Regions from separate parts of the Mus musculus genome. Here region 1 is linked to region 2. The links are chromatin contacts, called in public Micro-C maps. All regions are on one chromosome and are shown on one strand. The core of a region is the stretch at or near the end of the contact, and the rest is flanking DNA. Distances in the headings are between cores, read along the strand shown.

The links. A called contact is a pair of places that touch in the nucleus more often than the background predicts.
Region 1: a contact with region 2 is called in a Micro-C map of the AtT-20 cell line, with 2.3 times the contacts expected there. The contact joins two enhancer-like sites. A contact is called at or near these places in 1 of 39 promoter capture datasets (embryonic stem cells) and 11 of 484 Hi-C or Micro-C datasets (the AtT-20 cell line, the G1E-ER4 cell line, cardiomyocytes and 4 more).

Annotation. Positions count from the first base shown.
Region 1 is chr17:38,576,502-38,579,469 of GRCm38.p6, forward strand. No RefSeq gene overlaps it. Among named protein-coding and RNA genes, the nearest start is that of Esp34, 24 kb to the left of the region's middle. Within about 2 kb of position 1,645, at least 1 of the 459 cell types and tissues checked has an H3K27ac peak or open chromatin away from gene starts, as enhancers often do. A contact at or near this core is called in the AtT-20 cell line, where this site is marked.
Region 2 is chr17:38,491,438-38,494,137 of GRCm38.p6, forward strand. No RefSeq gene overlaps it. Among named protein-coding and RNA genes, the nearest start is that of Esp34, 61 kb to the right of the region's middle. Within about 2 kb of position 1,359, at least 1 of the 459 cell types and tissues checked has an H3K27ac peak or open chromatin away from gene starts, as enhancers often do. A contact at or near this core is called in the AtT-20 cell line, where this site is marked.

The DNA of each region.
Region 1 (2,968 bases), core at 395-2,894, 85 kb after region 2:
CCTCCAAATCCCGGATAAGCCCACAAGGTGTAAGACCCCCTTTCGGGGACCCCCCACTCTAGTCTTCGGAGAGAGAGAACATGCAAAGAAACACAAGAATCCTTCTTGCTGTAAGCACTTGAGGCAGTTTAATGGCAGAGCTCTAGGTTGAAATGTATCTCACACAGGAGACAGTGGATTCGACCCCAAGGCTTGAAAGCTAGGGGTTTTATGGAGTAATGTACTTAGGGGTGGGCAATTCAGCATAGCGACACACTATTGGTTTATTCAAACATCAGCAGAAAAATTGCATGTACGTGCAGGATGTCAGGGTTCTGTGAGTTGTTGACTCAGTTCAGATAGCCCTGTTATGTCCACACATTCCTCTTTATCTTTATGGTCAAGCTGTTCCCAGGAATGTTTTAACTACGGGGCATGCCCGGGGGTTTGTTTTTCTTTTTTTCTCAGCCCCAGGCAGCATCTAGGCTCACAAACAACTAGCAATTTCTGAGTACTTTATATGACTTACAGTTCTTAAAATTTTACCTTTCTTTCAACTTGAGTTTCTTTAATGATTTTGGATGCTCTTGTATTTAGAGCATAAATATTGAGAGTTGGGAGTTCATCTTGGAAGATTTTACATTTGATGAGTATGAAGTGTTCCTCCTTGTCTTTTTGATAATTGTGGGTTGGAAGTTGATATTCTTCAGTATTTGAATGGCTACTCCAGCTTGTTTCTTCAGACGATTTGCTAGGAAAATTGTGTTCCAGCCTTTTACACTGAGGTAGTATCTGTCTTTTTCCCTGAAGTTTCCTGTAAGAAGCAAAAAGTTGGGTCCTGTTTATGTAGCCAGTCTGTTAGTCTATGTCTAGGTAGAAGATGGAAAGATCACCCATGCAAAACAAAAAACAAAAAACAAACAAACAAAAAAAAACCACAAAACTTCTTAAAACACAGTGTTTTCTGTCACAATAGTACTCCAACTTCTTGGTAACAGTTTATTTTAGTTACTGTTTCTCTTTCTATCGTGAAAAATCACCAAAGACACTAAGTTGTAGATAAAAAAGGTACATTTGATATGTACTTCTATATTTCTGATTATCATCTAAGGAAGTCAGTAAAGAACAAATACATGGTAAGAACCTGTAGGCAGGAGCTGATGAAGAAACTTTTTCATGACTGGTTATATATCAGAATTCAAGAACACAAGCCCAGGGAGGGCACCACCTATAATGGTCTTGGCCTTTTTCCATTAATTTTTAATTAAAAATTTATTTACAGACAAATATTTGAAGCATATTTTCTCATATAACATTTACTATTTTAACATAATTCTGGTGTCTGTGTAAAGTAGCTTAGGTGACCACTGGCAAACACACCTGACTTATTTGATATTTAGTTACTAACCTAGCTTCCAGAGAAGACCTTCCAAATTACACATCAAATCTTTTCTTTCCTCTTGAAATGGATATTGTATATATTGGTTACAGAAGTGCTACCAAAAGGTTAGGGAGGAAAAGAAGCTCAAAGAGGCTTATGCCCTCAAATCTAATATTTGACACTTAGATTAAAAAGTGTCAGTGTGATATTTACTTTAGGTATTATCTGATTCAATATCTCAAGAGCCAAGTCCCAGGACCATGTTATAATTTGTCTTCATGATTGCATCAGCTTCATTGCAAAGCATAGATCCTGGCAGCCATAGTAAAGAGGTCTTAGAAGCATGCATATAGAGAAGGTTTGGGAGAATACTTAACTATGCTATCCAGCCTTAATATCAGCAGTGAATATTAACTGAGTGGCAGACATACAATAGTTACAGTACTTTGCCTCTTGCCGATTAATGAATACACAAGTATATAAATGACAGATTCATTGGGCCAGGATTTTAGAGTTGAAAATATTTCTCCAGTTAAATGAGTAGTTCTCAACATTTGCAATGCCACAATCCTTTAATTAAAATCCTCATGTTGTAGTGCCCTCTTCTTAAAATTTTAATTTGTAACTTCTTAAGTATAATTTTACCAATTGATGAATTTAAATGTACATCTAATATTCAAAACTTTTGATTTGTGATATTTAAACTGATTAAAACCTCTAAGATGAGGTCTGTTCTCTTAGGAGAACAGGGTAAAGGTAATTGTTAAATATTTTGGTCTTAATCATTTGGAATATTAATTTATTCTGTCTTGGTTTTACTCAATAGTTTCATGAATTCATATTCTCTCAATATACTCTAACATGGATATTTTATGCTACATTATCACCATCAGAAAAAATGCATTTATTAATCTTTGGTATTTCGGTACAAAGCTAGAATCATTTTCAACTTTTATATAATTACAACACATAATGAAGTTAAATATTTTAATCAGTTTGAAACAATACACATTTGTCCATGTTCTTCAATACTGTTCATTGTAGGGATTAAAGCTTAGAATACATAAGTTAAAATAGAGCAAAAGACATGCAAATTAAGTATAATATAGAGAACATGCATTGCTGAAATTTTCCCTAGGAAGTAGGCCATAAGGTCTCTACTACAGGATTTTTATAGCAGTTATATGTACCTGTTTCTTATGCCCACATACATACCAAGTTCACTAAGTGGATACAACAACTTTAAAACAAAGGAATGTAAGTGCATAAATTTGAATGGAAAAGTGATGAATGAATCAGATAGGAATGGCACGAGTAGGAATGGAGGTTTCTGGGTTGTAGGAACACTAGTGACCTGTGTGTGAAAATTTACTCTAAAAACCAAAAATATTAGGTATTACTTATCCAAAATTATCATCATCAATAACTCTTATGACAAAAAATATCTATACATGATAATAGATAAATTAGAAGCAGTAAACCTAAAACTGTGTTGATAGACTCCTAATGTGCAGCATCTTTTGAGATAAGTGCTTTGTTTTTCCAAAAATAATATCAAACTAAGAATACCATGTGATACAGTGTAATCATGCTTGGAAAAGTAAACAA
Region 2 (2,700 bases), core at 109-2,608:
ATCTCCCATTCAAAAACATACTTTTTAAAACATAGTGTGTTCTGTCACAACAATACTCCAAAATTTTGGTAACAATTTATTTTAGTTACGGTTTCTCTTTCTATAATGAAAAATCACCAAAGAAACTAAGTTGTAGATAAAAAGCATGTATTTGATTTACACTTCTATATTTCTGATTATCATCTAAGTAAGTCAATACAGAACCAACCCATGGGAAGAACCTGCAGGCAGGGGCTGATGAAGAAACTATTGATGTGTGATTCTTACTGGCTTTTTTCCTTTCTTTCGATTTTTTTTCTCCTTCTTTTATTTTTTTTATTTAAACAATTTTATTAAGTATTTTCTTCATTTACAATACAAATGCTATCCTGAAATTCCATTATATCTTCCCCCTGCCCTGCTCCACAACCCACCCACTCCTGCTTCCTGGCCTTGGCATTTCCCTGTATTGGAGCATATAATCTTTGCAAGACCAAGGGCCTCTCCACCTAATGATGACTGATAAGGCCATCCTCTGCTACATATGCAGCTAGAGACACAAGCTCAGGGAGTACTGGTTTGTTCATATTGTTATTCCTCCTATAGGGTTACAGACCTCTTCACCTCCTTGGGTACTTTCTCTAGCTCATTCATTAGGGGCCCTGTGTTCCATCCAATAGATGACTGTGAGCATCCACTTCTGTATTTGCCAGACACTGGCATCACATCACAAGAGACAGCTATATCTGGGTCATATAGCAAAACCTTGCTGGCATATGCAATAGTGTCTGCATTTGGTGGTTGATTATGGTATGGATCCCCAGATGGGGCAGTCTCTGCATGGTCCTTCCTTCCATCTGGCTTCTTTTTCATGACTGGCTGAACTAGATTTTTTTTCAGAATTCAAGAACACAAGCCCAGGGAGGGCACCACCTATAATGATCTTGGCCTTTTTCCATTAATTTTTACTTAAAATTTATTTACAGACATATATTTGAAGGGTATTTTCTCACATAATATTTCCTATTTTAACATAATTCTGTTGTCTGTGTAAAGTAGCATAGGTGACCACTGGTAAACACACAAGATTTATTTGCTATTTAGTTACTAGCCTAGCTTCCAGAGAAGACCTTCCAAATTACACATCAAATCTTGTCTTTCCTGTGGAAATGGTTATTGTATATATTGGATACAAAAGAGCTAACAAAAGTTTAGGGAGGACCAGAAGCTGAAAGAGGCTTATGCTCTTGAATGTAATATTTGACATTTAGATAAAAAAGTGACAGTGTGATATTTACTTTAGGTATTATTTGATTCAACTTCTCAAGAGCCAAGTCACAGGACCATGTTATATTGTTTCTTCACTATTGCATCAGCTTCAGGGGAAGGCACAAATCCTGTCAGCCATAGTAAGGAGTTGTTAGAAGCATGAACATACACATGGGCTTGGGAGTATAGTTAGCCATGCAATCCAGCCTTGAGACCAGAAGTCTTGACAACTGAGTGGCAGACCTAGGATAGCAGAACTATGATAGTAAATATTCCTTGCCTAGGTCTGTGCTAATGAAAGCATAAGTATTCAAATGACAGAATCGTGGGCCAAGTCCATTATGGTGTAAAATATTATTCCCTTTAATCTAGTAGTTTTCAACATTCTCAAGAAACTCTGTAGGAGGACGAGCCATCTCAAATAAGCTTAACCCCCCAAATCTCTCAGATACTGGACCATCAACTAAGCAGCATACACCAGCTGATATGAGGCCCCCAACACATATACAGGAGATGATTTGTGGGTCTCAGTTTAGTCAGAGAAATTGCAGCTAACATCCAAGGGACTGGAGGCCCCAGGGAGCTTAGAGGTTTGGTGTAGTAAGTAGGGTATGGGAAGATGCTCATGGAGACAGTGGGGCAGGGAGCAGATATGGGATGTGGAACAGTTAGAGCATGGACCAGGAGGATATTTTTTTTGTTTGTTTGTTTTTTAGGGAATTTTAATTCCATATGGATTTTTTTCATATCCCATCACTTAAGTTCATATTCTTTTGATTTCTCTCATTAGAAAATAAATAGATATCAAAAAGATAATTACATAAGATGTATAAAGTTAGATAAAGTTATATTAAATAAAACAAGTAAATGAACAAAAAAAAATCAAAAATGAAGAGTCAAATAGCAAGATGATGACACAGACAGGAAGACACAGGTTTGGGGCTAAGGAAATCCCATAGACATACTCATATGAAATGTAATATAAACAAAATATGTATTGGTTTAAATGTTGAACAGAGAATGTATTATATAATATATATGTTATAATAAACATCCAAATGTATTAGTGAGTTCACTCAAATTAGATATATTTCTGGGCATGGAGTCTAGTCTTAACTGTAGTATGTCTACTCACTGAGACTCTTCATGAAATTTTTCACTTTGTCATGGTTATCAATTGGAGATATCTTTTTCATTAGGGATCAATTAATGTGCTAAATTTCCATCTCACTAATAAAAAATCTTCTGATTTAGAACTTGTAGCCCATTTTCAGGTGTCTACATTCACTCTGGGATTATATTTATGTCACCCCTGTACTGTATAGCAATCCTCATTTCTATTAGTGTAACTCTATTGCATGTCCCAAACGTTCACCCTCCTCTGCCACCATTTGCTGAGGAATGAGGAGAGGAACTTGATTGAAATTTCTTTTTTTCACTTTTTTTCTTTAT